Linked DNA regions of Mus musculus: all the other regions are linked to region 1. A link is a contact called in public HiChIP or PLAC-seq and promoter capture Hi-C data. All regions are on one chromosome and are shown on one strand. The core of a region is the stretch at or near the end of the contact, and the rest is flanking DNA. Distances in the headings are between cores, read along the strand shown.

Region 1 (4,394 bases), core at 1,155-3,654:
TGTTTTGTTTTTTATTTTGGAGACAGGGTTTCTCTGTGTAGCCCTGGCTATCCTGGAACTCACTCTGTAGACCAGGCTGGCCTCGAACTCAGAAATTCACCTGCCTCTGGCTCCCAAGTGCTGGGATTAAAGGTGTACGCCACCACCGCCTGGCTTGAGAATCCTGTTGATAGATGTTGTCCTTCCCAGCTTATTGAAGAAGTGTGATTCTAAGGGTTCGGGGGTACAGTGGCTTATGCCTATAATTCCAGCAATCCAGAGTTGAGTCGAGATTACCACAAGTTCAAGAACAATTTAGCTTCTGGGTCAGACTCTGTCTCAAAAACAAAACAAAATGAACAAGCAAAAAGAACAGGAGGAAAAGGAAGAGAAGAAGGGGGAGCTCAGAGAAGCTAAGAGTTTTCTAGAATTTTCTAGAATTATTCAGCTGCTAGAGGTAGTATAGCTAATATCAGAGTTTCAGATTCTTTCATACCATGTCTTTTGGAGACGGAAAACATTTTTTAAAGTTCTGATACCTCATACAATTGAGTGCATTAGTTAGTTTATCATAATCTGTATCCCCACAGGAGACCCTCACAGCTTAGGAATGCTGTCCTGTAAGGGCAGGAAGGAATTGAGAACAGGACCCACTGGCCTTCCCAACCAGAAATTACTTACGCATGCTGAAAACCAGCCTAGAGCAGAGCTACAAACTACAGATCATGTGAGGTTCGAACAAAACACAAGCACCTATTAAATACAAAGTGCCAGTCAAAACAGCTAAGACTTTCAATTCTGCCATGAGAAGCTAAAGTTTTTATTCATTGACACCCAAGTCCACTTAAGCCTAAGAGATTTACAAGAGAGCTGAGTGTGGTGGTGTATGCATGTAATGCCAGCACTCAGGAGGCTAAAACAGGAGGATCTGGAGCTTAAGGTCAGCCCAGGCTACAAAATGAGTTCAAGGCCAGTTAGGACTAAGTGACACCTTATTTAAAAGAAGAAGAGGAAGAGGAAGGAAGAAGAGAAAATAATCTTGAGATGGTAATGCACACCCTTATACTCAGAACTCAGGAAACAGGCATGAGGATCTCTGTGAATTCAAGGCCAGCCTGGTCTATGAAGCAATAGAGTTCCAGGCCAGCAAGAGCTACACACATAGTTTTTTTTTTGTTTGTTTGTTTTTTTTGGTTTTTCGAGACAGGGTTTCTCTGTATAGCCCTGGCTGTCCTGGAACTCACTCTGTAGACCAGGCTGGCCTTGAACTCAGAAATCCGCCTGCCTCTGCCTCCCGAGTGCTGGGATTAAAGGCGTGCGCCACCACGCCCGGCTAGCTACACACATAGTAACGCCTTGTTTAAAAGCAAAATTAAGGCCTTGTAGAAATTTGGCTCAACAAGAAAGTAAATATTTGGCTTGTAATGGAGTGAGGTATTCCAGACCAAACTTTAGGTCTGAGTCCTTAAAGACCACCTCTCCCTTCAGCATGATAAGGTAGGATTGGAAATGTGTTGCCTTTGGGAACTCCGAGCCTCCTGAACCCCTGTCATCAACCATCATGTGTACAGGTGTCTAGTGAGCCCCCACACTATAGTGAGCACTGTACAGGTATTAACTCATTTAATTCTCACAACAACCCAATGGTGCACTCCATACACCACCATCTCTCCAGAGAAGAGAAAGATGCTGATGGTGCCAGAACTCTAAGATGAGCAGAGTAACTCTAGAAATCTGTTTACAGAAGAAAGGAAAAGGAGGAGGAGGAGAAGAAGGAAGAGGAGGAGGAGAAGGAGGAGGAGGAGGAGGAGGAGGAGGAGGAGGAGGAGGAGGAGGAGGAGGAGGAGGAGGAGGAGGAAGAGACCCGGCTCAACACCAATAGTGCCTTATGCGCCTTATACTTTTTACGGACTTTGGAATTTATAAAAGATCTTTTCTTGATTCTGGGTACCATCATATAAGAGGTGAGGTGATTCACCCAAGGTCACAAAACTAGTGAGACATCTGGCACAGCTTTGCTGCTGCCTCTACCAGGAACACATTTTCAGACTATCCAGCAGCTCTCGAATACCCCAGCTCGTGGGTACCCCAGCAGGCAGCGGGCGCTGCCTCACTTAGAGAGGCGGAGCGGATCCTGGCCTGTGGGCCTGGGCGCTGTCCGCGGTGCTGATCGGTCGCCGCGTCCCTGCTCGCCTAGTCGTCTGTGGTGTCTCGGGCTCCCTCCTCAGCTCCCAGCCAGGGCCGGATCCGAGGATTCTGCTGCTCGCGGGGTGCGAAGGCCCGGATCCTGGGGCTCCCCGAGGTCCCAGGGTTCCCCTCCCCCGCCCCAGCCTCCCCTCCCCCCGCCCCGCCCACGGCCCCTCCCCGAGCGCCCCAGGTCCCTCCCTTCCCCCTTATCTCTCCCACCCCCCGCCCCCTCCAGCTCGTTCGCCAGTTCCGGTCACGTTGCTGGGTGTTTACGCCCGAAGCCTGCCCTAGGCCCCCCACCTCTGCGCCCCGGAGCCCCCCAGAGCCCTGGAGTCCGCACCCCACAGCCTCGCAGCAGTTGATGGCGCCGCAGCCGGGCCGCGCTCTGCGGATCCATGAGCGCAGCTAGCGCGGGAGAAGAGCTCTTCCAGAGACCCAGCGAGGCCCGGGCCGGGCCCGGCGGCTCTCTCGGGTCCGCAGGTGAGCAGGCCGGCGGTGGGTGTAGAGGGTGGGCGCTGGCTGGGTGATCAGGGTGATGAAGAGAGCCCCTGAGCTCCGGCTCCGCCTGGAGGGCTGCGCGGGGTCTGGCACCGCAGCGCGCGAGAGGCGGGCAGGACGCGGGCTGCTGGCAGAAGTTGTCCTCCGCCGCCAGACCCGAGCCCTTCCCGGCATTGGCAGGGGGTCCAAAGCAGTCCAGACCACCACTCGCACCGTTCTGCCTGCTCTTCGTATCCTGGCTGGTTCCTCTCTTCCCTATACCCTGTGGTATCCATAACCCTCAACCCTGCCCCCCACCCTGCAGACCCCCTAGTTCTGGGTGTCAAATTCGAGGCATAAACTACAGAGCATCAAGATTGAAAGGTGGGTCAAGTTTTTCCCGACACCCCACTCCCATGTACCTGAATCCTCAGCAATGCTGAGGTTGGGGTTGTGGGATCTTCAGTGGAGCGGGGAGCCAGAGTTGAGGGGTGTCTGGGAGGAGGGACTCTGTAGTGCGGAGGATCACAGGTCCTTAGAGAATGTCTCTGCTACCAGCCCCCACCTTGCAGACAGAGTCCCAGACACTTGTCAAAGGCCAGATCTTGGTTCCAGACTCGTCCTCAGGAGAGCCAAGGACTTAGAGGGGGTGGCAGAGTAATTATTTTTTAATACGTGTACTCACTTGCCCTGGTGATTCCCAGTAAGACTCAATTCATTCTCTCGGCTTCACTCTTGGCTGTGTGGTTTGTTTCTTGCAAGGAATTCCCAGAGTCCAAACTGCCCGCAAGAAGGCTCTAAAATGCAAAGGAGAAGTCAGATTTCAGGAGACAGAAACTGGGTGGAGTGTAGGAAGCTAGGGCATGGCTGTACAGGGAGAGAGTTTATCTGGAGAGCAAGAGGTAGAATCCAAAAAACAACAACAAAAAAGAGGTTTAGCCAGCAGATGTAAAGTGTGGCTGCCTTCTGAGGAGCTATGTGTTACAGGGTGAGTGCCTCAAAGTGTCTCCTAGGTGTCAGCACAGTTGTGCATGTCCGGCAAAGGGCTTTACCTCTCTGGGGTCCTGTTTCTTCATCTCTGGAGTGGATGTACTAGTAGGACCATCAGTGTACAGATGAGTTAGTGTGTATGGAGCTGAGGACGGTACTGAGAGTTAGTGTGTGCTAGCATTTGTGCCTGGGTCTTCAGGCCTGGACCTAGGAAGGCTTCTGAGATCTGTGCTCCTCTTGCCATGGGCTTCTGAGTCAGATGATGAAGAGGAATAATGACTAAGAAAAATAAAGAACATATAGATTCGTTTATCCACTCATCCATAACTCAGCCTCTCCCAGCTCATAGATCTACTTTGGCTTTAGGAAACAACAAAAAAATTAGCATTTACCTAGAAACAAGGAGCCAAGGAGATATGCATTCTTAAAGAACATCAAGAATGGTATAGAGATATTCGTTGACCGGACAGATGTTTTTGGCTCCAAAGAGGAAAAGAAGCAGTCAGAGTGAAATTGAAACTGGGACAAGACATCAGTCAAGGCATAAGACGGGGCACATGGAAACTCCGTGGGATACGAGAGCAGGAGGCTCCCAGGGGCCAGGCTGATCCTCTCCCACATGCTACGCTGGCTTGAAGGAAGGATGGGGCAGAAAAGAACTGGGGAGCAAGGAACAAGCTGAAAGGTGGAGGGGCTAAGGAGAAGTGTAAACATCTCAGGGAAATTGAAAATTCACTGGGGTATGGTTGGCATATGCCTGC
Region 2 (4,394 bases), core at 735-3,234, 1.5 Mb before region 1:
CGCTCCAAGCGGGACAGGGTGTAGTCAATGATGTTGACCTGTAGCCCATGGGTGGGAATGGTGCTCGTTTTCCCATTGAGGGTGTAGCGGAGTTCTTTGAGGTTGGTTTTCTTTAAGAGCACATTTCCCCAGTGTAAGTCCCGGTGCTCAAAGTGCAGGGATGCTTCTGCCACAGCCAGAGATGCAGTGATCTGGTGGAGAATGCTCTTTGCAGTCGCCACAGAGGACAGCTTGGTTTTCATTCGCTCCAAGTCAACCCCACCAAACTCAAATTCCAGGATAATAAAGAGCTGGTCTTCCTGGAAAAAGTCAGGCCGGTCATTGGCAGATCTTTTGGTTGTGTTATAGTGATCCCAGGCTTTCAGCAGCAAGGGAGGGTAAAGCCCTTGAACACAGTGTACTGAGTTCAGCCCAATAAAGCCTTCTGTGCGGTTGTAGGCCTCACTAGACAAGAGACTCAGCTCTTTGGAGATAATGATCTCCGGCAGGATTTCCTCAAAGGTTTTCTGGTGGGACCCATTGACTAAATCTAACCCTTCAATAGCAATGATTTTTAGGGCTACAGGTGCTTGGTCGTTAATTATCTGAAACACTTCTCCAAACACTCCTTCCCCAATCTTCTCACACCGTTCCAGTTTTTCCGTGGAAAGGCAATCACTAAAGGGGATGGGCCCTTCCTGATTACACTCCCCATAAACCTTTTCAGCATAAGATGGCCTTTGGTCTGTGACATGCAGGGTCTTTAAGGGACTTAGCAAATACACAGAAGAGCATCGAGAAGAAACAGTAAGGTGTGCTCTGTTCTTGATAGGAGGGGTCGAACATTCAGACAGGAGGGACCTGGAGGAAGAACTGGCAACAGAACTGCATACCTCTATCACACTGGTTATAATTTTCTTCTTGTGGAAACCGAAGGAGGCTCTGGTTTTGGTCCAAGAATCCCTCTGGCTAGTATTCAAGTTCCATAAGGAGACTGACGCTTTCCTTTTCTTCTTAGATTGGTGGTAGTGGCGGGGAGGGGTTCCCGTTGCTTCTTGCTGTTTCCTCTTCCGGAGTGGCCCAGTTCTCTTAGGCCTGCTGATTTCCCCTGGTACACGAAGGTCTTTGCAAGCACTGGACTCCTCATAGTCTCTCTGGTCGACTCCTTGGGACACAACCTTTTTACACGCGGCCTTTCTCTTTCCCGGGCTTGTCAGATCAGGGTCCGTTAGTCTGTTTCCCATCTGCTGTCTTCTTTCACAACACGATTCCTTCACATTCTCCCCATCTGTCCCAAACTTGTTCTCTTCTGTGGCCCCTGAGTTCACAAGGCTAAAGAGAGATGACCTGAAGCTGGCTTCGGCTCGGAGGGCCCTCCCGGTGTACCTGTCACCGGTTGCTGCCACCTGGGGGCAGGGCACAGACGGTTCACTTAGGGAGGCTGCCGGCAAGTGGAAGCTCCCGGGGACTGCAGAGTCAGCATACAAAGGGTCGGGGGCTCCGGGCGAGGCCGGAGAGCTGAAGAGGGAGGCACTGGTGCCCAGCTCGTTGCTGTCCCTGGACTGGATGCACACACTGTGGTCCGACCCGAGGCAGCCCGGGCTGCAGTTGGGGAAAGGTGGCGGTCGCAGCCGGCTGCACGGGGTGCTGCACTTCTGCGGGAGCCGAGGTCGCAGCCTTTGGACTCTTGGAGTGTTTGTCAGGGTCCGCTGGTTCCGGGAGCCGCTGCCCCGAGGACGCCTCCGCCGCTGGCCCACGAGGCTGCCGGGGAAGTCGGGGTCGTCCGGGTCGTCGGAAGCGACAGCCGGCGACTCGTTACTGTCGCTGAGGCTGCTGCTGAAGGCGCGCTTCAGGTTCGGCGGCTGGAACCATTGCTCAGCCAGCCCGCCAGGCTGCCGCTGCGACCCCCGGACGCCCCTCGCCGCGTACGTTCGAAAGAGCCGGGTACCCGACCGCGGGTGAGCCTGTGCCATAGCGAGCGCCCGCCCGGCGTTTCAAACAGAAACACCGCGAGACTGCGGCGAGCGCGCGAGCGCCCGTCGGCCCGCTGGGTCCTAGCGCCGGCCCTCGGCTGCGCAGCCTGCCTGACCTCCCGGAAGCCGGCAGGGGGCAGATGCCTAGCGGGACTTGGAGCTCAGGGTGGCTCAGCAAAGGCTCTCTTTTCAGGACCACACTGAGTGCACCCAGAGTCAAGAGCCTGCGTGTGGAAGCGATCCTGTGCAGGTGAGCGAAGTCGTCTCAAGAGCCCGAGAGAGGGATGTGGAGAGCCTCTTGAGAGGGTGACTGCTTCTGCAGTGTTCTTTCTGAGACTTTCAGCCTCTCTGGTCCTGTTTGCCAGGATAACTGACACTTGGCTTGGGCGAAGGGGACTTGCTCAAATGTCTGCTCTGGGACCTTGGATGCCCTATCTTAGATATTCAGATTTTCAATCCTAAAACACGAAAAGGGAGTAAGCAGACTCACCTTTTGCTTTTGCAGCATGTAAAAGAATGGCATTCAGTGGTCTGTGCTATCACATCTAATAAAGAAAATGTAACCGTGGCCGCAGAGATCTCCGTGGGCCACACTAAGCAGGTACTTGAGACTGAGAGACTGCAGATTGGGTCGTCCAATCCTAGAGGACCTATCCTCTAAGAAAGGATAATAGCATCTGAAAGGTGCCGTTCAAAATAGATCATTTGATTGGCCTGTCTCAAACAGCTCTTAGCAAGTTACTTAGTAGGGATTTTAATCTTTTTCCATACTAAGACATGTTGGAATGACCTGTGATTACCTCTTTGTTTCATCCCCAAGTGTATCCCAGCAGCAAACCCTGCCATCCCACCTTCAGAATACATATGAAATCACTTCTCTCTGTCTCTATTGATGTGGCTGTAATTTAGGTCACCGTCTCTGGCCTGTTGCATAACCTTGGACATGCCCTCTTTGTCTTGGCTTCCCCCCTAACCAGTACAAATAGTTCTTCAAGAGCTGGAGGGCCAGGCGTGGTGGCACACACCTTTAATCCCAGCACTCAGGAGGCAGAGGCAGGCGGATTTCTGAGTTCAAGGCCAGCCTGGTCTTCAAAGTGAGTTCCAGGATAGCCAGGGCTATTACAGAGAAACCCTGTCTCGAAAAAAACCAAAAAAAAAAAAAAAAAAAAGAGCTGGAGAGGTGGCTCAGCAGTTCAGAGCATGCGCTCTTACAGAGGATATGTTGCTTCGGCTCCTAGCACTCAAGTTGGGCAGCTCACAACTACTTGGGACTCCAGCTGTTGGAGGATCTAACTTCCTCTCTTGGTCTCCATGCATATGTGCACATACATGCACACTTATTTTTTCTAAATTGTATACAAGAAGTACGCTGTAGCTATCTTCAGACACACCAGAAGAAGGCATCGGATCCCATTACAGATGGTTGTGAGCCACCATGTGGTTGCTGGGAATTGAACTCAGGACCACTGGAAGTGCAGTCAGTGTTCTTATTTGCTGAGACCTCTCTCCAGCCGCGCGCCCCCCCCCTCCCCGTGCACAATATTTTTTAAAACACGAAATAATTCATTTAGCATTAGGATCCTCCTTTAAAACTTTGGACCAAAGCCGGACATGGTGGCGCATGTCTTTAATCCCAGCACTCGAGAGGCAGAGGCAGGCGGATTTCTGAGTTCGAGGCCAGCCTGGTCTACAAAGTGAGTGCCAGGACAGCCAGGGCTATACAGAGAAACCCTGTCTCGAAAAAAAAAAAAAAAAAAAAAAAAAAACTTTGGACCAGAAACTCCAAATGAACAGAAGCAGTGGACTTTAGAGTTGGATACATTTAGCTTAAAACCCATACTTCTTTCTTGGTGTGCAAAGAATTACATGATCTGGTCTGTATTTAATCCTTCACCCTTTCTCTCCTGTCTCTTTCTTATGTGTTGTTTCTATTTTTTAACTTGCTAATGTTATTGTAGCCAGTGGGCCTTTGTAATGTAGTTACTTCGTATAACATTACTCAAATGTTATTTTCTCTAGAGAGGCCTTACTATGAGGTGGGAACAAATGGTCAAGTTTACCATTGTGTGGAGAGTCCGATGAGAGCAGTGTGGTCTCCTGACCTAGGAGTGGGGCTGAAGGAGAAGGGGTGTGTGAGGCAGGATGTTTTAGGGCTGTCTGGAACTGACTGTGGATGGAGGTTGTGGCATGAGGTCATGTGTAATTGAAGTTGGGGGATGGGGGAGTGGCTACAGACTTGTTGCTTGGATAGCTGGGTGGGTGCTGCAATCACTTATGAAGGCTAAGGGAATATTGGAGAAGGGGTTATTAGAAGGGAAAGATGGTTGGAACTCTCTAGAAACCGTGAGCTCAAGTCTAAGCCATGTTTCATGTTCCCCCACACCCCAACTTTCCCCACCTTATAGTTACTAAGAGATGTATCTGAACTGCCGATCCTTGGTG
Region 3 (4,394 bases), core at 704-3,203, 1.5 Mb before region 1:
TTTTATCAGGGCAAGATCGTCAGATGTGATATCTCTGTTTCTATGACACCATCTTGATGTTTCAGGCAGCTGTGCTGTGGGGGCTATGAGATCCTTTACGGGCAAGTATTCCTCAGAGTATTCCTCAGAGATTAGACGTAACTGGAGGTTCTTACCAGCTCTCCAGCTGCAAACATCCACCTTCCCACTTCACCTCCTTATGCTGGAGCAGAACTTCGGGTGATGGGCATCTTCAAGGGTGTGAGATTGCTCCATTCCCCTTCAGCTATTAGAGAGCCACAGGAGGGGAAGACTGGGGTGGAGGCTGGCAGAAAATAGGACGCCTTCAGCTTCCAGGGTTGTGACTGGGACCTGATGGCAGGTCCTAATATGCTTAAAAGAAAGCAAGCCTGTTTAGTTAAATGGTAAATACACAGAACTAGCAAGTAGCAAGCATGTTGCTGGGCCCAGGACATAGGATTATCCAAAGCAAGGCTTCCAACCTCTTGGTCTTCTGGTCTTGTCTGGGGGTACAGTATGCAAGTTAAATGAAGTCATCTCAGGTACTTAAAGTGCTCTGCAGATAGCCTGGCAGAGTGAAGCACGCCTTTGATCCCAGCACTTGGGAGGTAAAAGCAGGCGGATTTCTGAGTTCTAGGACAGCCTGCTCTATAGAGCGAGTTCCAGGACAGCCAAGGTTACACAGAGAAACCCCATATTAAAAAAAAAAAAGTGCTGGGCAGAGGTGATTGGAGTGGGGGTAGGATGTATGAAAATAAGCCTTTTTGAGGAACTGGTTAGGTTGAGTTTGAAAAGTTATAACAACACATTGTTTCCAAATGACACTTTAGGAACAGAATGCAGAACTCTATGCCCTTTCCTAGAATGAATGGGAAATCCAAGGGCAAAGCCCAGGAATTTGCCTTTATTTAAAATAAACAAACCAAACCAAACAAACAGCCAAACAAACCAAAACAGTCATTCCTTCGTGTTGCAAAACTGGGGACCTGTTTCCTGAAACTTCTATTTTTTTGTAGAAGATTATACCTGGAGGACTTAAGCGTTTCTTCCAACTTCTGGAGTCTGTCGTTTCAGAGAGTGAACTTCCTATTGGGCAAGAGGGCCAGGGTCGGGAGCAGAGGTGGTGTGATGCAGAAAGTTAGTGTGCATGGCTCCTCACCCCGCAGTCCCTGGCACATGGACTCTCACCACACCCAACCCCTCAGTACAAACACAGCCGATCACCACACAGCCCCTCACCACATATAGCCCATCAGTATACATATATAGAGCCCTGTAACTGCTCACCACACAGCCTCTCACTGCGTATAGACGACCCGACCCATACCACAGGAATGGGATCCTACATCCTCTCTCATCCTACAGTTCCTCACCACAGACAACCTACGGCAGCCCATAACAAGTTCCAAAGCGCAGCTCCAGGTATCTCTTCTCCCTCCTATGTTGGATCAGACCCAGACGATGGCATTGGGCTCCTTTTCTTTGGGAACTATTCATACTCTAGACATATGTTAGGATCCCACGCCTTGGTGCCCTAGCCTAGCTCTCCCTACCCCGCAGTACCTGACTAGGACCTCTGATCCCTGACCCTAGAAATTTGTAGGGTTTAAATCCGCAGCCATAGAAGCGGTGGAAAAGCCCCTTGATTACAGCACACACAGGCAGCCAGGGACCTACCTATACATCTGCCTGACAGCATGAGTAGCGAGGCCAGGACAACAGGGAAAACAGTCATTACTGTCTATCCCTCCTCCTTTACTTCCTGCACTGTGGGTCCCTTCCGGATTCTGCCTCTATTTCCCCACGGGGTTCCTTTCGAGCGAGTCCCGTGGGAGGAGGTAGGGGCGGGCGAGACGCCTTGGAAAGCACCTTCCCCTTCTTCCTCGCCTCCGCACACAGCCAGTGGCTGGAGGCACAGCCCGGTGGTGTCACCGTGTCAGCGGAGGCGGCCTCATCCCAGGCTGGGCGCTCGCCGCAGTCAGGCTCTCCGCGGCAGCAGGATCCTCCTGGCCGCGCTGTGCTCGCGCCCGGGTCTGCGCGTCTGCTCTCCAGCTCATGCCCTTTGGAGCCGCGCGCCCCGGGACTGCGGCAGCGCACACAGAGTGCTCGGTTGGCTGCCGGGCAGCGGGAGGCGGCGGCGGTGGCCAAAGTGAGCTGGAGGCATGGGCCAGGCGGCCTGGAAGGGGTTCGTGTTGTCTCTGTTCGACTACAAGACAGCAAAGTTCGTGGTCGCCAAGAGCAAGAAGGTGGGGCTGCTCTACCGGGTGCTGCAGCTCACCATCCTGTTGTACTTACTCATGTGAGTTCTTGGGCACTTTTTTGAAACAAGGGTACATGGGGCAGGGAAGGTGTAGACACAGGGGCCTTGGGGGAGTCAGCCTTAAAGCCCGTGGATGTAAGGATGGGAAAGTAAAAAGGGGACACTGACTTGTTAAACGTGGGCGGCGGCAACTGGATACCTTGGTTGGAAGCTGTCTGTAGGAGCTCCTTCTCCCAGTACTGGAGCTTCCAGTGTTACAGCCATGACCAGGAGGCAGGGATGCCAGGACACTGGGCTTCAGCTGCCCCCCAGAGGCCTCCCTGTGTCCAGCTTGACAGCTGGCCCAGGCACCCAGCAGGTTATTTATAAGCATTGAGCATTACTGGCTTACTCTTGGTTGGGCCAACTCATGGGATTGGCATGTTCTGGAACTCAGGGTTAGCTCACGGGAATCAGGGGGGCAGCCATTCCAGCGTCCAGATGCTCTACTGTTTTCCCTTATTGCCATCTCATCTAGCAGGCTATAAGCCTACCAGCCCACGGGCAGTTTGATGGGGATTTAACAGCTTGGTCAGAGGTCTCCCTTGCTCCTAGGAAGAAAAGAGGGCACAGGTGAAAAGAGGAAGGCAGCCACGGTGGACAGCTGCGATTCACTTTCCTTTCCTCATTAAATGATGTGCAATTATGCTCCTGGGTGGGGGTGGGGGGCAGTCCTGGCCTAGCCTTGCTGCTTTCTAATGGCTTCTCCTGCCCCTCTCCCAGGCAGGGTTTCTCTGTGCAGCCCTGGTTATCCTGGAACTGGTCAGTAGAGCAGGCTGACCTCAAACTCAGATATCCTCCTTCCTTTACCTCTGGAGTGCTGTGATAATGGCACAGAGTGTGGGTAATGGCTGTGTTCTTAGTGTTTCCTGAATTTTAGCTCCAAGGCACTTGGCAGTATCCTACCTCAGGGCCTTTGGACTGCTGTTCCTTGGCCACCCAGTTTTCCTTCAACATCCTTCCTTATCCAGATTTGATTTCTCCCTCTCTCTCCCTCCCTGGCACTTCCATAAGTCATTTTGATTGGTTGTTTGCTCAATGTCTATTTCTGACTCCCTGAAGTCTGGGGATGCCATGAGGTGATGTCACACTGTGATGTCATTTCACTTGGCAATCTGTATGAAATGAGTAGACGAATGCTGAATGTTTGCTTCTTGTTTTGCACTAGAGCAGCATTTCTCTGCTAAAATGGAAGGTGTGCTCAAGAACCACAACTTTCGAGCCACGAGTGGTGGCAAACACTTTTAATCCCAGCACTCAAGAGGCAGAGGTGAAAGCCGGGCAGTGGTGGCACACGCCTTTAATCCCAGCACTTGGGAGGCAGAGGCAGGCAGATTTCTGAGTTTGAGGCCAGCCTGGTCTACAGAGTGAGTTCCATGACAGCCAGGGCTATACAGAGAAACCCTGTCTCGAAAAACCAAACAACAAACAAACAAACAAAAAACAAAAAACAAAAACAAAAAAAAAAAGGCAGAGGTGGGCGGATCTCTCTGACAGTTCAGCAACAGCATGATTTACAAAGCCAAGTTCCAGAACAGACAAGGTTCTTACACAGAGAGACTGTCTTGAAAACCACCATCACCACCACCACCAACGACAAAACAAAACAAAAAACCCACACCGTTTTCAGAGTTCCTTGTAAATGGGACAGTTTAGGATCCAGGCTCTCCATCTCTGCCCCAGAAATGAGGAAATGGTTGACACCTTCGTGACTCCCTGCGAGAGCCAGCATGCCATCATTCATGGCATGACAGGGCACTGGCTTCTTCCTCCTTTGACCCCTTTGACTGCTTTCCCCAGCTTCACCAAGAATGGTTAAGCTGGATGATAGCTAACTACGAGTTAGTAATTTGTGTGCATGGAGCTTTTGCTCTGTGCTAGCCTCCCTGTGACACAGATCACCTCATTTTCAAAGTCTTATCTTTTTAGGGGCCAGAGTGAAGTTGTGAAGTCTGGATGGTTAGGAGTGCTTGCTGGCTTTGCTTGTTTGCTATTGTTTTTGTTTATCTTTTAAAAAGATTTATTTATTTTAATATATATGAGTACACTGTAGTTGTCTTCAAATACACCAGAAGAGGGCGTCAGATCACATTGC
Region 4 (4,394 bases), core at 521-3,020, 1.4 Mb before region 1:
AATGCTATATAATAAACAAACAAATGAATATCACTTCTTGGAAGATATGGACTGCTTCCAAGTGAAACTCAAACACTCTGTCAGCAAAATGTTCCCCAGTGCTAAAGGCTAAGGCATCTCTGAAGGAGAAACCTAGAACCGATGGCGCCTACTATGCTAAAAAGATCAGTTGGTCAAACACACAACTAGGCTTGTAAAAAGTTACAAGACAAAGTTACAAGACTTGCCATGCCCATCTTCTGGTGTGTGTGTGTGTGTGTGTGTTTACCATCTTCTACACCTCAATCAGATGGCACACTTTTAAGAGCCTCTACTATCCCCCACAAGAGATCTCCTGTGGCAGCTTCCCTTAGTCAGGTGTCTGAGGTAGTCCTGCTCTTGGTCCATAACCTGGAGCTTCCTCTGTGGGAAAACTGTTAATTAAGGTGGAGGTCCACCATGACTGCATAGCCCATGGGTTCGGCATAAGTGGAACTTCTCATCCTCTGACCTTGTCTGGGGAATTCGAAGCCCCAACACAGGCCTCTACCTGATGACTGTCACATAGCCTTAGCAAGATTCCTTCCTAAGGATCAATTCCCTTCCTTTTCATAAGAACCTGTTCGGTGAGCACCTGAGATTCCCGAAATGCTTCCCCATGCTAATGGGGCATTTCAGTACCTCAAGCCCTCAGCCAATGACCTTTGACTATCCTGGATGTTCCTACCTTCAGTCCCCCAAACTTTATAAGCTCGTCTTGGAGTGGTCATTCACCATACCCACTCACAGGGCTTCCAAAACCATGCCCACCACTCTTTGTCTCTGCTCCCACTGCCCCCTGTCCCCCGTGGACCTAATTGGCCATAATCCATGAGAGTGGGGAGACCCACATTCCTCAAGGGATAGTACAGATTGGACAAGGAATATGTTCCCTGGAGATGAACTATCTAGGTCCCAGGTTTCCCATTTACTTGTATGATTCTGGAATACTTATTAACCTATGTTTCTTAATGGGGAAACAGGGACAGTGGTAGTTACACCACAGGATTATAGTGAGATGAAATACAAGGCATACATTCTCAAAGGGGCTAAAATAGGCTCTGGAGGTCTGAAAAAATAGCTGTAATAATTGCTTATCTCTCTCCCAAACGTCATAATAAAAAAAAATAGAGCTTACCAGCTGTATTAAAAGTTTGAGGTGGATTGGTAAGATAACAAAAAGTTGAGAAACAATGAGGTAATGTTATTACTATTACCACCCAGGGCTCCCAGCAAGCTCTCACAGAGCATAGATTGTTATTTTCCTCAATATTATTGAAAAAGGCAAGATCCAGGTACCCTCTCATTCTCTGGGAGAATCAACACGAGCTCCTGGAATGGTCCTAGCAGAATTTACCCCCAACCCCAAGTTACCTACCTGCACATTCCTAAGCCAGATTCAGGCGGCGCCACATACTGAATAGTGCCACCAACACCAGCTGTCAGTCGGTGTCCGTGCTTTTGCTCACCAACACCCTGGCCCTAAAACCTAGAGATGTGCGGGCCTGGGTTGGGGCCAGAAGCTAGAAACCCAGGCGCTGCCCCTCTGGTAGCGTAGGTTGCCCCTCTGAGGTGCGGGGCTAATGTCTGTTGGGGTGGGTGGTGTCATACCAGAAAAGGGGGTAGCTGTCCCGGTCGCGATGGTTCTCACCTGACAGCTTCCCAGGCTTGGTGGACAGACCTCACCAAAAGCAACAATCTCGCACCAGAAACCGCTTAGGAGTGTAAGGACTCTCTGAGCTCCGCCGACTTTGTGTGAAAGAGGGGCCAGCTGTCACCTGACCTGAACCACCTGACTTGAAGCCGCGAGCCCTGTGCAAGGAGCTCTGGAAGTTGTAGTTTTCACGAATACAGGAGGATAACGCTTGGTAGGGGTGAGGGAAGGGTGGAAGGGCGGAAGAGCATAGGCACCTTGGCAGGGACAGGGGCTCGGATGTGAGGGGCGATCTAGTCTCTTGTAGGGGAAGCAGGGTTCTCGAAGTCTCTGTTGTCTCCTTGAAGCCCTGTGCTCCCTGGTGAAGACCCTGGGACCCCAGGCACTGTCCCGGAACCTCTGACCAATAGATCCCGCCTTCTGTCGTCTCTCCACCTATCACCGGAGGCCGCTGTGGGGAGCGCGTGGTGTTTGCTTTCCTCGACCAATAGAAGTGGTTAAAAGATTGACAAGGAAGCTCCGCCCCCTTACTGCCCTCCAGAGTGAAGTGTTCCCCGGCGTGCGGTTCAAGCCACCGAGCTGTGCTGTCACCACTGCCATGGCTTCGCGACCTGTCACTCTCGGTATCGACTTGGGCACCACGTCCGTGAAGGCCGCCCTATTGGAGGCTGCACCCAGCCTCCCATCCGGGTTCGTGGTGCTGGCGAGCTGCGCCCGGGCTGCGAGGGCAGAGACTGAGAGCGCGGTGGCCGGGCCCCAGGTGAGGCAGAGCCCTGGAGCTGCCGCCCCGGGACGACCCTGGGGGCATCTCGGGCAACACCTTCCCGCGAAGAAGTACCCGTGATTGCCCAGTCTGTCGGACCTCCAAGGCCTGCTGCCCTTTCCTCTAGGGCTTCAAAGCCTGCTGCAGCTCAAGCTAAGCCGTTAGATTTTGCCCAGGGAGCTTTCCCACCTGCTGGCACCGATCTTCCCGCTCTCCGGCTTTTCTGGGGCCCCTGACCATGGCGCTGGATCCCTCTACTATCCGCCCATCACTTTTTGTACTTTGCGCCGAGAGGACTTGCTTTCAAAGTGATAACCACAGGCCTGACTATCACGCTCGCCACTCATGACCCTGTGCCCTCTAGTTCAGGCATCATTTCCGACCCCACCCCCTAGGCAGGTTGTGCTCTGGAAATGAGACGTAGCGTTAGGCTTACCTCATGCCTTTGAAGTTCAAGTAAACTGATAATTTCACTTGGTTACTCAAAGAATTCCAGCCCCTGCTGAGCATCTCTGGAGGAAAGTTGTCAGAGCAGGTGGGGAGACACTGAGATAAGCTGATGAACATTTTAGAAAAGAATCAGACTGATGATTATACGCTGCAACCACTGGCTTTTGAAAACTAGAAGATAGAAAAGTACATCTCCAGGGGTCCACAGGATGGCTCAGCAGTAATAGCAATTGCTGAGTGAGCCTGGTCACCTGAATTCTACCTTCAGAACCTACCATGGAAGGAAAGAACTGACTTTTGAAAAGCTGCCCCCTGACTGCCACATGTGCCCCATGACGGGCACACATGTTTGTGTGCACACACACATACATGTATACACATATATACACACACTATATAAATATATACACATACATATTCACACATATATACACACACATATATACTATGTATGTTCACACACATACAGTATATATACACACACACATACATTCATATATATACATATACATACACACACACACACACACACATATATATATATACACACACACACACACTACACACACACACACACACACATATATATATATATATATATATACACACACACACACACACTACACACACACACACACACACACACACACACACACAAACATACCTTTAAAACAAATGCAATGAATTAAAGACAGTGGACTCTGTTGGAAGATGATGTAAGTAGGATCAGAATGGCCTCAGATTCCATTCCTATTTGTTTCCTGAAAGGGTCAGTTTATAGTCAGTGAATTCACAGATATGAATGTCAAGGTGAGAGTGTAACCTCTCACTTTTTTCTTGGCCTCAACTTGTTCTCTGATCTGAACTAGGTGGCCACTAAGGCTTCCTCCAGCCAGAAACTTGGACTGAGTGCAGTACCTCACATTTGAGCTTCATGTCTCAAATGCTCTTGCCAAGGGTCTGTATTCGGTTCTTTGGGGGTTCAGAGTCCAATTTGTGGGATCACTTCTAATTTTCCCAGAGGCCTTCACATTTAATTTGGTTGGGGCCTCAGGGCATCTTAGAATGACTATTTGACTTCATGAATTACGACATGGAGAAGTTGGCTCTGATCCTGGGGAAGTGAGGAGCTGGGCCAAGGATTATAGTACAGTGGGTTCAGGCATTGCCCTTTTCTTGTGAAATTGATCTCTCTCCACCCCCACCCCCTGCCTCTCTCTGTTAGGAGATAGGGTCTTGCTGGCCTCAAACTTGGATCTTCCTCACTTAGCTGAGATTACATTTGTGTTCCACCCCATGCAGCCAGAATACAAGGTTTTGGAGGGAGACAGACTCTCTTGGTTGCTCGTCTCTGGCTCAGGCTCCTCAGCTGTAGGGTGCAGGGGTGGGTGGCTTTGAGTGAATTGCTGAGCACTCTTTTCAAGTCTGAAGTTCTAAGGGCTTGATCTGGGTATGGACCTACTGATGTTTTCAACTAAGAAAGAGCAGCAACAATGGTTTTCCTGTTAC
Region 5 (4,394 bases), core at 1,397-3,896, 1.4 Mb before region 1:
ATCTCACACCTGATTTTCTGCACTGGGTCTGGCAAATACAAGCACAGGCACATGCATCCACATGTTTAGGAACATGTGTGTACACACACCCACACACCCACACCTCATACTTAGCTCATGAAGTGTTTGTGAGCCCAATGGGATAGTATGCATGAAGTGCATATACCAACCTGGAATGTTCTATGCTTCCAGTTAAGTACCTCTGACCACTGCTGCTGTTGACATTGGAACTGGGACCACAGAGCCACCTACCACAGGAAGTGTATAGGCCGAGTTTTCTGAAGGAGTTTGGAAGTGATCAGTTTAGGCTGGGCTTTAGACAGGGAAGGGCCTGTGGAGGTAAGGCTGGATGGCAGAACTGTGATACCTATTGTTCTTACCTGGTATCTGAAGACTGCTAAGTAAGTGGAGAAGATGGATGGTGCAGGTGGCTTCGGCAGAACAGGGGCAGAGGAAGAGTGTGGGGGCAGCGTAGTGGGTATAGAGGAAAAGCCTCTCCACCCCGTGATGATAGAAGATGGGTCCCAGTAGGAAAAGAAACACTCTGTGGGCTACAGACACAGAGCTGAAGGCCGGAGCATCTTTCAGCAGTGTAGACCACCAGGAGGCTGGGGGAAGGACCAGGATGACTGGTGATCAGGAAGTAGGGATGGAGGGGCACTTCTGACCTCCCAGCTGAGAGAGAGGGACTGGCTGGCAGACAGAAGGAGGGATGGGTGGGAGGCCTAGAAATTGAGGGCAGACAGGTCGGAGACGGAGAGGATGACGACAAGAGATCGTATCTGACTAGAGGACCAGAAGAAGGAGAGTCCTTTTACAGTCAGGGGACAGCCAGTCATGGATGCTTAATTCAGACAGAACAGAGGTGGCACTGAGACCAGCTGAGAGAAGGATTTGCTGTCCCTAGGTACAGGTTCAGGGAGGTAGAGATGGACCTCAGAGAGATACAAGGTCTGGGGGGTTGTTTAAGAAAGACAGTTCAGTTTGGGAGGTGAAAAAGCTCTGGAGAGTTGGTGATAGCAGATGCCAATAATGTGAACGAACTGAAGGCCACCCAACTGTGCATTTGAAGTGTTTAGGATAATGAAGTTTAGACTCCCTATGTCTTACCACAATCTAAAAAAAACAAGAACAAGCCCTTGGTATCCTAGGAACTGCAGCTAAAATGGAGCAGTGTGGTGAGGAATGGTTGCTAAGCCTGGCTCTCATGCCCAGACTAGTCATGTGATCTGAAAGTCATGTGATCTGAATAACTGTCTAACACCTCCGAGTCACAGGTTTCTCTTCAGCCACTTGAGTATGACAGTCTTTGCTCCCCCTTGCTCAGGGTTGTTACTGGGCCTAGAGGTGGGTGTGGAGAAGCTCTTTGGTACCCCTTCTGCAGGGTGGCTGGGAGTTACTGTGCTCTGATGACTCCACTCTGGTCCCAGCTTTGTACTACTCCAGGAGGAGCTGCAGTGGCTGGTCTGAGCTCCATCCAGGCTGTGTCTGAACCATGACTTGTTAAAGAAATAAAAAGGAAAGAAAAGGACATGGCCACTCCTAGGTATGGTGGAGGAGAACGTTTATTGTAGATAAAGGGCAAGCATAGCCAGAGGCAGACATGTCTGGGAGAGTCCAGAGTGGTTGTGTCCCTGAGCCATGTGGGGAGGTGGGGTGGGGGCTCGCAGAGAGGGAGGGAGAGAGGAGAGAGGGGAACCAGATGCAGCAGCCAGGAGGCCAAAGGTACAAAAGGGGTAGGGAACCACAATGTATAGATTATATAGGGAAGAGCCTCTGGCAGAAGGGCAGCCCAGCCTCTGGGCTGGAGAGTTCAGGATAGAGGGTAGGGTATGCCAGCCATACCCTGAAACAGGTAGGGATTGAGGGGTGCTGGGAGAACCTAGAGGTCAGGTCCACTTTGACATGTTAAATAGGCATCTCAGCCATTTGTCCAGGGTAATATAATTGAAACGTAATATAATTTGAAATGTAATACAATTCAGATCCCCCTGGCTTCCTAGTGGCAGTTGCTTGGGTGGATGGATTTTGCAGAATGTTTGTGGGTGCAGCCTTGCACGTACTCCCTGAAAGCTGGTGGACTTTCCTAGGCAGGATCTGGGAAGGAGTGGACTTGTTCTAATCACACACTGTGTGTGATGTGTGATGTATGAACCTGCTTCTTGGTAGTTAGGACGGCATTGGAGGAGGTGAGAAATTAGCACACATCATTTTGTGTGTGTGTGTGTTCTGTTGTTCACTAAGGAACCCCAGTCCAGTAAGATTGGGTCCTGGAAGACCTAGAGACCCCCAAGCTTAATCTCTACCCTGGGTTTGAGTACACAGGAACCCAGAGGCCCAAAGGAGGCAGGGCCTCCAGACGAGACAGGTGGCTCAGAGGTCCCAGTCATTTCCCTTTGAAAACACGGCAGCTTCAGGACACTGGGTTTTGCATCTCTGGCTGTGAGAGTCCTTTAAAGGAGCTACTTCCCAGACATATAGAAAAGATGGTTTGGAAAATCAAGGCTCCAAGAGCTAAGGCATGGCTTAGGCTGGACTGGGCTGCAGGCAGCTAAGTGCACCTCGGCCCTGGCATGACTGGGGGTGGGGCATTGGCTGTGGTTTCTGAAAAAGGGCAAAAATGATGGGAAAAGCTTTGGGATCCTCTGGGAATCGGAGCCGTGGCAACAGCAGCTGCTGCCATTGCTGCAAATGTTTCCTTGAGTGCCAGAGTATGCCCAGAGCCCATCCCTGCCGTACACCAGGGGAGGGGCGAGGACCCTCACAGAGGCAGGGAGGCCACTCTTACCACACAGCAGCCTGGCTCTCCCACAAAGAACAGCTCCAAGGCACTTGCTCCATTTGGAGTGTGCCTGCACCTAGCTGGTAAGTCCTTCTCATGGGCTGATGGCTCGCCACTGTCCAGCTGTGTGTGGTTCTGCGGGGCTCTGAGGGCCTCGGTGATCCCATCTGAAAACTGGGTTAGTACAGTGGCTGCCTTGGACTTCTGGGAGGCTGAAGCAACAGTACTGCACACTTAACTTGGCTGACTGTAGGCAGTGGGTCCCTGAGAGAGGTGGTGGTTAGTTGGTTTATGTTGGTTCCTGCAGGAGGATTGAGAGACTGCAGATGCCGTAGAGCCCAGAGGTTTGTGCCTATCTGGAGGCCTTCCGTGGGCTGGCTTCTTTGTGCAGAGGTGCAGGGCTGGGCGGGGCAGCCTGGGTTCTTGTCCTGGTTCCTCTGTGTTTTTAGCAGTGTCCTTCTGTTCTTCATTTCCCAGTGTAGAAAACCCACTCAGTTCTCTGTCTTTCCTGAGTTGATGCTTGGGTCTGGTAGAAATGGGTGTGATGTGGGTGACTATGTTCCCCCAGTTTCTCAAAAATCATAGGCAGCCGGAGGGAGATGCTCTCAAGGTCTTAATTGGAGTGATGTTCTGGGTACTGAGGCAGATGGGAGAAGCACCCTCAGTATATCGCTATGGCCTGGAGAGAAAGGAGGGATACCTTCCCCTACAAAGCCAGATTGAATACCACCCATTGACAAAGAAAGGCAGACCCGGGGTTAATGTGGGTCTCTGTAGGCAGGTTTTTCAAGACAGCTCTTCAATGCATCTGAGTTCACAGCCTTGGCATAAACCAGAGCTTCCACCTCCATCAGAAAACCAACAGGTGTTTGCCTAAAACAGGGCCTAATTCCCCGATCCCTGTAACACGGTGACAGGGATATCATACGGGGTTCATTCATGGTACACTTCAGGCATAGCTATGACAGACTGTCTTGCCCCTGTCTTTTCCCCTTAAATGTGCACCCCCCACTCCTGTGTGCTGCCCAGCAATCGTCTCACCAGTAAACTGGGAGAAGCTTGGTTTTCAGTGGGGGGCTGGAAGTAGAATGTGAGCTGCTTCCTGCTTCCTGCTTCCTGCTTCCTGGTTTGGTTTGATTAGGGTCAGCCCAAGGAAGAGGTAAAGACCCAACCATCAGGATTCCTTTACTCTTGGATTTGCAGGCAGCTTATCCACAGGGCAACCATGGACATCGGAGAGAGTGAGGCATAGGATGTGTACATTACCTGCACTTTGCTTGGGGTTTGGGGCATCTAAGGATGCTTGCTAGCTTCATCAGGAGGCTTCTTTAGATTTGGAGCTATGTCTGCTTCCAGGAGTAGGAGGGCCTGGTCTGATCAGTCCCTAGGCCTTACTGTGGAGTTTAGGACCATGTTTAACATGTGAACAGTAGCCCCGAGCCTTCCAGAGAGATGACAGAGTGCTAGAGATGCTTTCAATCAAATCCTGGTTTCCTCCTGATCACTGTGTGCCATCTGGGAAATGACACAACCTCTCTGGGCTTCAGCTTCTCTATCAGCAAAAGATTTACCTTTTAGAGATGTGAGAATTAAGTGAATTTTGTCAAATGTT
Region 6 (4,394 bases), core at 759-3,258, 1.3 Mb before region 1:
ACACGGAAGAGGCCTATGAAGGTACCTGAAGGCAGAGGCAACCTAAGGGCAAGGGGAAGAGGTTGGGATTTCCCAAGGTGGGTGTGGCTACAGATACAGCCCATCTTGCCTCACAGAGGCACTTTGGCTATGGAGAAGTCAAATATGTAGCAGGCACCCATCTTAGCCTTTCTTTTCCCTGTAAATAATGCTGAGCGTGGGTGAACAAGTCAGGAAACCTTGATGCTTGTAAAAAGACGACTTTATATGGAATGTGCCAGGAACAGAAGTAAAGATGATGTAATGTGACAGAAAGTGACTGGGGTGAGCAACTGTACAGTGGTGGGCTTGACCAAAGCTTACCTGATGGGAAGGATTCAGAGCAGGGTCAGGGTCAGAGCCCCAAGATGGGCCAGGGCTTGTTGGATTTGACACTAGGAAGATGGCACGGCCTGGGGGTGTTATTCAATTGAGGAGAGCTTCCCTAGCATGTGCAAGACACTGTTAGATTCTCAAGAACCACAAAGCAAAGAAGCGAACAAAGAAGGAAGCAGAAGCCTGGAGATGAGGCTGGAGAGCTGGGTAGGGGGCCAGCAAAGCCAGCAGTCAGCCCTGCAGTCATGAATGATAGAAGCGGTCCCATTTCAGTCTGGTTTTGTGGAGCCAGGGAATATAATTTAATACCTTGTTTCCCTGACCAGGAAACACACTATGAACTGTTAACGGGCTATGCCCTGAGTCTCTGGAGTCAGTACACAGCTTGTCACAGTTACTAGGAGTGATTAGCTCATGATCAGCTGTCTTGCTGACATGCCAGGAGGTGTAAACACCTCAACTTTTCTGGGTGGGGGAGGGGCTCAGATAGGGGTCTTTAACCCTCCTCATGGGTAAAGCAATCTTGATTTATTATTTGAACTCTACATACTTTCACAAGGGAAAGTCATGGCACTATGGAGGAGGGGCGGGAACCCCGGGGAGGAATTGCTGTGATTGATGGCTGAACGAAAAGAGTGAAAGTGAGCCACATCCTGTTCTCAGTCTGTCACTTGAGAGCAGACACCAGTCCTGCGGAGGTTCAGACAAGTGTCTGAGGCTTACTTGTCCTGCCTCCCCCCACCCCTTCTGTGCTTTTCTTTCTTTTTGTTTATAGTTCAGGATCCTATGGCACAAGATCCCTTCAATTTTGGGGTGGCGGTCCTGGGAAGTGCTTGGACCATGGAGCTATATCCCCACCTCTTCTTAAAAACATTTGAGCTACAGTCTCACTAAGTTATTCAGGTTGGCCTTGAACTCACTTCACAGCCCAGATAGTCTTGATCTTCCTGCCCCTGTCTGCTGAATAACTGGGCCAATAGACCTGCCTAGTGAAATCCTTTTGAGGGCAAGTTTGGAGTTTGTTGCTCATGGTCGATTTCCCCCATGGAGAGGTTGAACACATTTTTGATAGAGTTAATGTACTAACCTTATTTGTCCCTGTAGTAAGGCTTTTCTGTCCTGGCCACACATCCTCCTTTTCAGCCTTCCCTAGCCTCTTTACCAAGCCCTTGCTGTTGCTTTTGCAGCAGGTCATGGGTACCCCTGCTCTGGTTTTCTCTGTTGCGGGGTGCAGCTCATTCCTGCTTTCCCAGAATTCAACTGGTATCAACAGGGTATCCCCATACATGGTATCTACACCCTTAGTATTTTCAGTCAGCTACTGCCACCTGGAGTCAAGGGGACTCCAAGATCAGCTTTAGGTTGTCCTAGGTCCTTGAGCACCCATGCCGGCTATTTACAGGGCAGACAGCGCTGAACATCGCCATCGAGCGGCGCCAGGGAGACATCACAGCAGTGCTTATAGCAGCGGGTGCTGACGTCAATGCTCACGCCAAGGGGGTCTTCTTCAACCCCAAATACCAGCATGAAGGCTTCTATTTTGGTAGGTGATGCCGCAGGAGCGGAAGATGGGGGAGAGAGGAGGAGGAGGGGCTTTCTGTCCTGTGCTCTGCTGCGACCAGCCCTACCACACAGGGGTGCTACAACACAGAGTCTCCTCCGTGCGCGCATGTGCATTACGACTGGGTTGGTGCTGAGTCAGGTGGAGGAGCCTGCCTGACAGTACTACCTGGTAGCAGTAGGGCTCACACCTGCAGAGAGAATAAAGACGTGTGTGTGTGTGTGTGTGTGTGTGTGTGTGTGTGTGTGTGTGTGTGACATCTGGACAGACTGGCAGAGTGAAGGGGGAGAATCCCTGACAGCGCAGCAATCCAAACCCAGTTTTGTTGTGTGTGTTAGAAAGATGTCCTTACAGGGGGAGCTTCTGTGTAAGCCTGAGGTTCCAGAACCTCCAGAACTTTGTGGTCAAACAAAAGGACAGACTCTGTAATGTCCTTCCTTCAAACCTGGTTTATTTACTGTTTCATTTCTCTCTCTCTCTCTCTCTCTCTCTCTCTCTCTCTCTGTGTGTGTGTGTGTGTGTGTGCGCGTGTGCATGTATGTGTGTATGTGTTCATGTACATGTATGTGTGTATGTTTTGGTGGGAGGTTAGAATTGGCACAAACATCTTTCCCCCTCTTCTGACAATGTTTACATTGCCTTTACAAATTCTTTGGGTTAAAAAAAAATGTGTACTTTAGGTATAGTGAAATCCACCCATTTTAGTGTACAGTTTTGTTACTTTTATGCCACCACCATCCCAGTCAGGATGGGTGGTTGGAAGCCCCACTGGGCCTGACTGTCACTGCTCTGTGTCTCTCTGTCTCTCTTGTGTATGTACGGTTTATACGTGAGGTGTATGTGAATGTGGGCACAGAGGACAGAGGGGACACTGGTGTTCCCTGCATTACTTTTCATCCTTTTCCCTTGAGTCAAAATGTGGTGGAACTAGGTGGGTGGCCAGTAAGCCCCAGAGACTTTGTCTCTGCACCTGTGCCAACCATGCCCAGCTCTCTACATGGGTGCTGGGGATTTGAACCCAGCTCCTCATGCTTGCACAGCAAGCAGTCTTACCCACTGAGCCATCTTCCCCACCTTTGGGTTTTTAGTCAGCAGGACCAGATGAGTCTGGGAATCTTTGAGGACAGCTTCTTGCTCGGTCAGTCATGTGTCCTCATTGCCCAGCCTAGGACCTAATTAAAGCCAGAGTTGGGAAACATTTGCTGGGTGGAATAAAGAGAGGGCACAGGTGGGAGTAAAAAGAGGGAGAAGAACCCAGAGTTTTGTCTGGGTGGGTGGAAGGGTTTATAAATCTAAATAGGGCATTGAGAGTGAGTCACCAAGAAGGTGGGATCTGAGCGAAGACTGGGAATGGTCAGCGCGGAGCAGCTGCAGGAAGCATAGCAGTGTATGCAAAGGCCCAGAGCTTAGAGAATGTCTCTTGTTGGAGTAAGGAGGCCATTGTGACAGGAGAGGTGTGAGCATGGGTGAGAGGATGAGAGAGAGGGCTTTGTGCAGGGTGCTGGGTAAGTGGGGGACCTAGAGGAGATGTTCTGCTCCTCTGCTGAGCAGAGTGTTGGAAAGTCAGTGGGGAGCAGGGAGCACAGGTGGCTATGGTGTAAACCCACTTCAGTCTTCACTGAGCAAAGGGGAGGTGGTCAGGGAGCCTCAGGGGTCAGTGCCGCTGTGATGGCCAGCATCTGGGCCTCTGGGACTGCGGCCTGGAGGATATTGCTTTTGGCCTATGAGAGGACTGAGCTCAGTCACTCCCCTCCCCCCAGGCGAGACACCCCTGGCTTTGGCAGCGTGTACTAACCAGCCTGAGATTGTGCAGCTGCTGATGGAGAATGAGCAGACAGACATCACTTCCCAGGATTCCCGGGGAAACAACATCCTGCACGCGCTGGTGACAGTGGCTGAGGACTTCAAGACTCAGAATGACTTCGTTAAGCGCATGTATGACATGATCCTGCTGAGGAGTGGCAACTGGGAGCTGGAGACCATGCGCAACAACGATGGGCTCACACCACTGCAGCTGGCTGCCAAGATGGGCAAGGCTGAGGTGGGGCCCCGCAGCAGATGTGGGGGCTGGGGAAACGTGGTGCACTTCTGAGGAGCCCACAGGGCTCCAGCCTCAACTCTGGGAAGGCTGCAGCTTAGGTCTGGAAGTGCAGTGGTGGCTCAGTGAAATCCAGCACGTGGGCCACCCCAAGACATCAATCCTGCACCCCTGAGTTCATGCTCTCTTCCTGGGACTTCCTAGGTGGGGCCAGACTGGGAAATCCCTGAGGCCAAGGTGATGCAATATCTCAGGTGCTTTGTGGTTGAGCATTCCTGAGTGGTGACACTCAACCACAGGCTGTGTGTTTGTCCTTCAGGCTTGCTTCTTGGGGGGAGGGCTGGGGAGGGGGCAGTGGTTCCAGAATGGCTACTCTGGGTCCACAGCCAATGGGCTTCTCCCTGGCAAATAGGAGGATCTTAGTCTGTTGGTCAGGCTTCT
Region 7 (4,394 bases), core at 736-3,235, 1.3 Mb before region 1:
AATTCCTCTTGGTTAAACCTCTGAGAGACAACAAAATAGGGTGCTGTAATAAACTTTTAATTATAATGTTCAGGTTGTCTGTAGGCCAATGTATTCTACATAGCCTTGAGGGGAGATGAAATAGATTTTGGTCATGGAGCCAATCCCAGAACACTGCAGGGGTACAGGTGACATGCTGCAGAAGCAACTCATGTGTAGAACCAGTGCCATGGTGGAGCTGTATGGAAATCAAGGGCCACAGAGTGGTAGGGTAGACACTTCATGCAGAAGAATTAGTTACTGAAGTTTGTTCTCCTAAGTTGAGAATGTTTTTCAAACTAAAGACTCACTTTCACATAAGATCGCTTACCACTGCTGAATAATCAAATCCATAGGATAACACCATGACACACTCAGGATGGGAAGGAAGACACAATGATTAAACAAGTGCTGAATCTGAAATGAGATGATGCCTAGAGTCTAAGAAGGTTGTGCCTAGTTACTCATAGTGTTGGGCGTGGAGTATGAATGAATATGTTAGCATTTGATCATGAGGCTGGCTACAGCAAACTACAAACCAATCTTTGGGATTAAGTTTACCTGGAATGATTCTGTTAGGCTTGAGGTAGCTTGGCATTAGAATCGCCCCTATACTGTTAGTACCAGTTAAAATAAATTTGTAAGAGGCAGCAGCCTTTGTGACTGTAAAATGTTTTATCAAAAGCTCTTTTTCTGGTCTTCAATTTTTAAAAATTCATTATGTAATAAATATACTCCAAATAAATAATCAAAATCAGAAGAACACACTAGCATTTCTAAATTATAATTCCTCAGGTTAAAATGTTTTAAAATTTAGCTCTATTTTCAAGGACCAACGTATTAGCAGATACTTGTTCTAACTCAGAAAAAAAGCACTGACCATAAATACCATAAACTAAGATGGATCCATCAGACTTCAGAAGCCTTAGGCTTTTATTCAGTGTCAGAGGAAAGCTTGCTGTCTGTTGTTCCTATGTAATTATTCATGCAGTGCTGACATCTGACTGACAGCCCTCATGCATGTGATGCAGGTGTTTTTCTACTGAGCTGCACCCACAGCCTTATACTCTATCATTTAGGCTCTGGTTAACTTTTAATTTGGTCTATCTGCCTGTCTGTCTGTTTATCTGTTAGTTGGTCTATCTATTTTGAAGTATTAGAATACTAGACAAGAACTCTATTACTGAGCTACAGCCTTAGGTCAAAGCTTTGGTTTATTTAAACTATGTTAGGATATTGGATATTTAGCCAATATTATGTACATTTTGGATATAGTTCTCTAATTATAATAATAAATTAATTACTTTAACCATGTAACAAAATCACTATTTGAATAGTCAGAGCTTTTCTTTTTTAAAAAATTTCATTTGCTGCCACACCCACTCCAGTAGTGACTGCGTGACAGGCCCAAAAGCTTGGATGCAGTCCTGAGGCAAAAAAGTTCATGGAAACTTAGTCTCCTGGAACCATGGTATCCTGTAAAACAAATGCTCCAAATCTGTCCTTGCTTTAGTCGGTGAACGGATCTGTGTGCTTTCCTTCAATATTGTTTTATTCTAAGTGTCTTTAAGGATTGATTTTGACATATAACTAAATTAGATTAGCCTTCACCAGTGTTCCAATATCCTAGGAAATTGTTGAGCCAACCTTGGGCTTTGATCTTTGTAAGAATGTTACTCATTCAGATGAAAATGCCTCCAGTGTTGATAGACAGTGTTAGAAATCAGGCATTACATTCTACAAGAATAGAGCTAGTAATCTCAGGGCTAGTCTACATAGTATACTTAGAACAATAGCAGAGTTACTCCCACACACACAGGAATTTACAATGACCTAGGAAGAAGGAAGGTTGTGGTCTAAGAAGGAACTAGAGTAAATACTTAGAACAATAGATATCTGAGTCACTCCCATACACAGGAATTTACAGTGGCCTAGGGGGAAGGTGGACTATACAAAAGACTAGAACTGGAACTATGGCAAGGGCATGAAGCCATTGCCCCTGGCGTCTATTAGCTGACCTTAGGTGGGGCTGCTTTTGATTCCAGTAGTTAACATTGATTTTTATTCCAGTTGGGAGCTGTTAGTTTTTATGTATGCATTCCTCTGTTTTGTCGTAAAAGTCATTTTGCAACAGATAACTTCAATGTACCTTGGGAGACCTTAATGTATCACTTAACTTCCTTGTTGCCTTCTGTAATATAAGTCTGATGCTCGCTTTGAGAAATTACATTCAGATCAACACTCCCTTGTGTTTGAGTCTTGTTTGTCACTTTTTGCCAACTCCCTGCCCACCTGTACAGGGATCTTGATTCTCCCTCGGATTGAGGGGCCGACTGAGTCCAGTCCGCAGCAATTTGCTTATATTATTTGTCACCTATCTTTCAAATTACTTTGTTAAAACATCTGAGGTCTAACAAAATAGATTCAAGTTGTAGTAGCAGTGTTATTTACAGCATACTTTGTAGATAACTAGTTATACTAATAGATCTCCCAGGAAACAGAATGGCGTTACCCCTTCTTTAGCAGTTTGCCACTATGGAGTAATTATCTGGTTAAAGTTCCATCTTTTCATTAGACACTGAGCTCTTGGAGATTGTGTGTCAGGACCTAGCACAGTATTGTTTTGTAACAGACATACAAATACCTGTGGAATATACAAATTCTTGCAATAAAAATGGGGATGAGTCTGACAGGCATTCATAGAAGGTTTTACTCCATGTGAGTTTTGGGAATGAGAACACCAGACTCATTTCAAAGCTTGAGTGTTACTGCAAAGGAAGCAAGAGTAAATACAGAGATCTGCTCAGAGAAACTCAGGAAATTAAGTACAGCTAGGGCTTGCCTACAGCGAATCTGCTTATCAGATAGTTCTAAGATGAATGACATGTGAGGTATGTTCTTTATGTGTCAGTTAGGCTCTATTTCTTTACCTGTGCCAGCAGGAAGTGTGACTTACCAACAGGATACTTGGCAATGGAACGAGTGGTTGCATATTTGAGTGAAGGATGCTCAATGAGATAAACAGAGCAGGGTAATGGAGCCATGCAAGTCTGAAGAAAATTGAAAACATCTTTCTTAGTGTGCAAAGAATGTTTTGTTCTTTTGGCTGCTACAGAGTCCATAATAGTCCCTTCAATATGCTCTACTTCATAATCAGAATTGGCTAGACAGTCTTATGAAACGTTCTCTAAAGCCCGATGTTATACTTTTGAAACCATACAAACGAATTACATATAAAATCAAATTATATTAGCTTCTGGGCAAACTGTCCACAAAACAGTACTCCAGGATGAAAACCAAAAATAGGAAACAAATATTTCTTCTGAACATATTTGGCTACTTTTGCTTTCATCTTTGTTTACACTTAACTGTTTATCAGAATATTGGTCTTATTTTTATTAAATTAATTTATTTTTTACACTCCATATTCCATTCCCTACTCCCTCCATCCACCCTCCCACTGCTCCATATCCCACACCTCATCCCCAACCCCCTGTCTCCACGTGGATGCCCTCAACTCCCTCCCCCCTCCTGACCTCTACACTCCCTGGGGCCTTCAGTCTCTTGAGGGTTAGGTGCATCATCTCTGAATGAACACAGACAGTCCTCTACTGTATGTGTGTTGGGGGCCTCATATCAGCTGGTATATGCTGTCTATTTGATGGTCCAGTGTTTGAGAGATCTTGGGGGGGGGTCTCCAGATTAATTGCTGGTCCTCCTACAGGATCATCCTCAGCTTCTTTCAGTCTTCCCTAATTCAACAACAGGGGTCAGCTGCTTTTGTCAATTGGTTGGGTACAAATATTTGCATATGACTCTTTCAGCAGCTTGTTGTTGGGTCTTTCAGAGGGCAGTCATAACAGGTTACTTTTTGTGAGGGCTCCATAGCCTCAGTAATAGTGTGAGGCCTTGGGACCTCCCCTTGAGCTGGATCCCACTTTGGGCCTGTCGCTGGACGTTTGGAATATTGGTCTTAATTCTTAAATTCTGTTACCTATGGTCTATATCTCTACATATATTGTGTGATTTCTCCCACAGCTTCTGCTTAGTTCTATGAGAATTTGAGCCAGGTCTCTAGGTTTATTTTACTTAACTTTGAGACAGAGCATCATTGTGTAGCTCTGGCTGGACTTGAACTTACTATGGTACACTGTATGGTAGCTTGCATCTCCCACCTTGGTCCCTTTCCACCATTTTCAGCCCCTCCAGCTTCTGGAGGACACAGTGGATGTTGGGATCTATTAAGACAACACTATTGTCCTGATCTCTGAATTGGGCCTCCCCCCCAAGAAGAAAAGGGGGTCAAAAGCGGGCCACCGACGCATCGATTCCGAGAACAACCAAGGGATGTTCCAGCCCTAAGTCATCGCCGATGT

The links. Promoter capture Hi-C pulls out the DNA fragments that hold promoters and counts their contacts. HiChIP or PLAC-seq counts read pairs in DNA pulled down with a chosen protein or histone mark.
Region 2: a contact with region 1 is called in a promoter capture Hi-C map of embryonic stem cells, with 8 times the contacts expected there. The contact joins the promoter of Haspin here to the promoter of Ccdc92b in region 1. A contact is called at or near these places in 9 of 39 promoter capture datasets (the C10 cell line, cranial neural crest, embryonic stem cells and 4 more), 1 of 484 Hi-C or Micro-C datasets (embryonic stem cells), 2 of 115 datasets of contacts at active chromatin or transcription factors (both in embryonic stem cells) and 1 of 9 other capture datasets (embryonic stem cells).
Region 3: a contact with region 1 is called in an H3K27ac HiChIP or PLAC-seq map of embryonic stem cells, with 15 times the contacts expected there. The contact joins the promoter of P2rx5 here to the promoter of Ccdc92b in region 1. A contact is called at or near these places in 8 of 39 promoter capture datasets (cranial neural crest, embryonic stem cells, frontonasal cranial neural crest and 5 more), 3 of 115 datasets of contacts at active chromatin or transcription factors (embryonic stem cells and stem cell-derived neural progenitor cells) and 1 of 9 other capture datasets (embryonic stem cells).
Region 4: a contact with region 1 is called in an H3K4me3 HiChIP or PLAC-seq map of embryonic forebrain, with 13 times the contacts expected there. The contact joins the promoter of Ctns here to the promoter of Ccdc92b in region 1. A contact is called at or near these places in 14 of 39 promoter capture datasets (the 3T3-L1 cell line, the C10 cell line, the HPC-7 cell line and 10 more), 6 of 115 datasets of contacts at active chromatin or transcription factors (astrocytes, embryonic forebrain, embryonic stem cells and 2 more) and 1 of 9 other capture datasets (embryonic stem cells).
Region 5: a contact with region 1 is called in a promoter capture Hi-C map of liver, with 5 times the contacts expected there. The contact joins the promoter of Trpv1 here to the promoter of Ccdc92b in region 1. A contact is called at or near these places in 9 of 39 promoter capture datasets (the 3T3-L1 cell line, cranial neural crest, embryonic stem cells and 5 more), 2 of 115 datasets of contacts at active chromatin or transcription factors (astrocytes and embryonic stem cells) and 1 of 9 other capture datasets (embryonic stem cells).
Region 6: a contact with region 1 is called in a promoter capture Hi-C map of hippocampal neurons, with 3 times the contacts expected there. The contact joins the enhancer-like site here to the promoter of Ccdc92b in region 1. A contact is called at or near these places in 8 of 39 promoter capture datasets (cranial neural crest, frontonasal cranial neural crest, hippocampal neurons and 4 more), 1 of 115 datasets of contacts at active chromatin or transcription factors (stem cell-derived neural progenitor cells) and 2 of 9 other capture datasets (embryonic stem cells and liver).
Region 7: a contact with region 1 is called in an H3K27ac HiChIP or PLAC-seq map of embryonic stem cells, with 4 times the contacts expected there. The contact joins the enhancer-like site here to the promoter of Ccdc92b in region 1. A contact is called at or near these places in 6 of 39 promoter capture datasets (the C10 cell line, cranial neural crest, frontonasal cranial neural crest and 2 more) and 4 of 115 datasets of contacts at active chromatin or transcription factors (all in embryonic stem cells).

Annotation. Positions count from the first base shown.
Region 1 is chr11:74,617,201-74,621,594 of GRCm38.p6, forward strand. Ccdc92b (coiled-coil domain containing 92B) reads left to right here and starts at 2,405. Exons shown (of 4, transcript NM_001013784.1): 1 at 2,405-2,646. The coding sequence starts at 2,562. It overlaps Gm50590 (a long non-coding RNA gene), which reads right to left and starts at 3,659. Exons shown (of 3, transcript XR_001780261.2): 1 at 3,329-3,659; 2 at 3,066-3,208; 3 at 1-313.
Region 2 is chr11:73,136,310-73,140,703 of GRCm38.p6, forward strand. Haspin (histone H3 associated protein kinase) reads right to left here and starts at 1,985. Exons shown (of 1, transcript NM_010353.2): 1 at 1-1,985. The coding sequence starts at 1,952. It overlaps Itgae (integrin alpha E, epithelial-associated), which reads left to right. Exons shown (of 31, transcript NM_008399.3): 27 at 2,146-2,202; 28 at 2,458-2,553; 29 at 4,358-4,394.
Region 3 is chr11:73,158,435-73,162,828 of GRCm38.p6, forward strand. It overlaps P2rx5 (purinergic receptor P2X, ligand-gated ion channel, 5), which reads left to right and starts at 1,954. Exons shown (of 13, transcript NM_033321.4): 1 at 1,954-2,299. The coding sequence starts at 2,163. Gm35001 (a long non-coding RNA gene) reads right to left here and starts at 1,776. Exons shown (of 3, transcript XR_388840.2): 1 at 1,678-1,776; 2 at 1,027-1,086; 3 at 1-372.
Region 4 is chr11:73,197,249-73,201,642 of GRCm38.p6, forward strand. Ctns (cystinosis, nephropathic) reads right to left here and starts at 1,771. Exons shown (of 11, transcript NM_031251.4): 1 at 1,670-1,771. Shpk (sedoheptulokinase) reads left to right here and starts at 2,234. Exons shown (of 7, transcript NM_029031.3): 1 at 2,234-2,432. The coding sequence starts at 2,271.
Region 5 is chr11:73,231,503-73,235,896 of GRCm38.p6, forward strand. Trpv1 (transient receptor potential cation channel, subfamily V, member 1) reads left to right here and starts at 2,647. Exons shown (of 16, transcript NM_001001445.2): 1 at 2,647-2,865.
Region 6 is chr11:73,279,918-73,284,311 of GRCm38.p6, forward strand. It overlaps Trpv3 (transient receptor potential cation channel, subfamily V, member 3), which reads left to right. Exons shown (of 18, transcript NM_145099.3): 6 at 1-21; 7 at 1,757-1,897; 8 at 3,676-3,956. Among named protein-coding and RNA genes, the nearest start is that of Trpv3, 15 kb to the left of the region's middle. Within about 2 kb of position 2,009, at least 152 of the 459 cell types and tissues checked have an H3K27ac peak or open chromatin away from gene starts, as enhancers often do. A contact at or near this core is called in hippocampal neurons and trophoblast stem cells, where this site is marked.
Region 7 is chr11:73,316,821-73,321,214 of GRCm38.p6, forward strand. Aspa (aspartoacylase) reads right to left here. Exons shown (of 6, transcript NM_023113.5): 3 at 2,975-3,068. Among named protein-coding and RNA genes, the nearest start is that of Aspa, 5.6 kb to the right of the region's middle. Within about 2 kb of position 1,986, at least 25 of the 459 cell types and tissues checked have an H3K27ac peak or open chromatin away from gene starts, as enhancers often do. A contact at or near this core is called in embryonic stem cells, where this site is marked.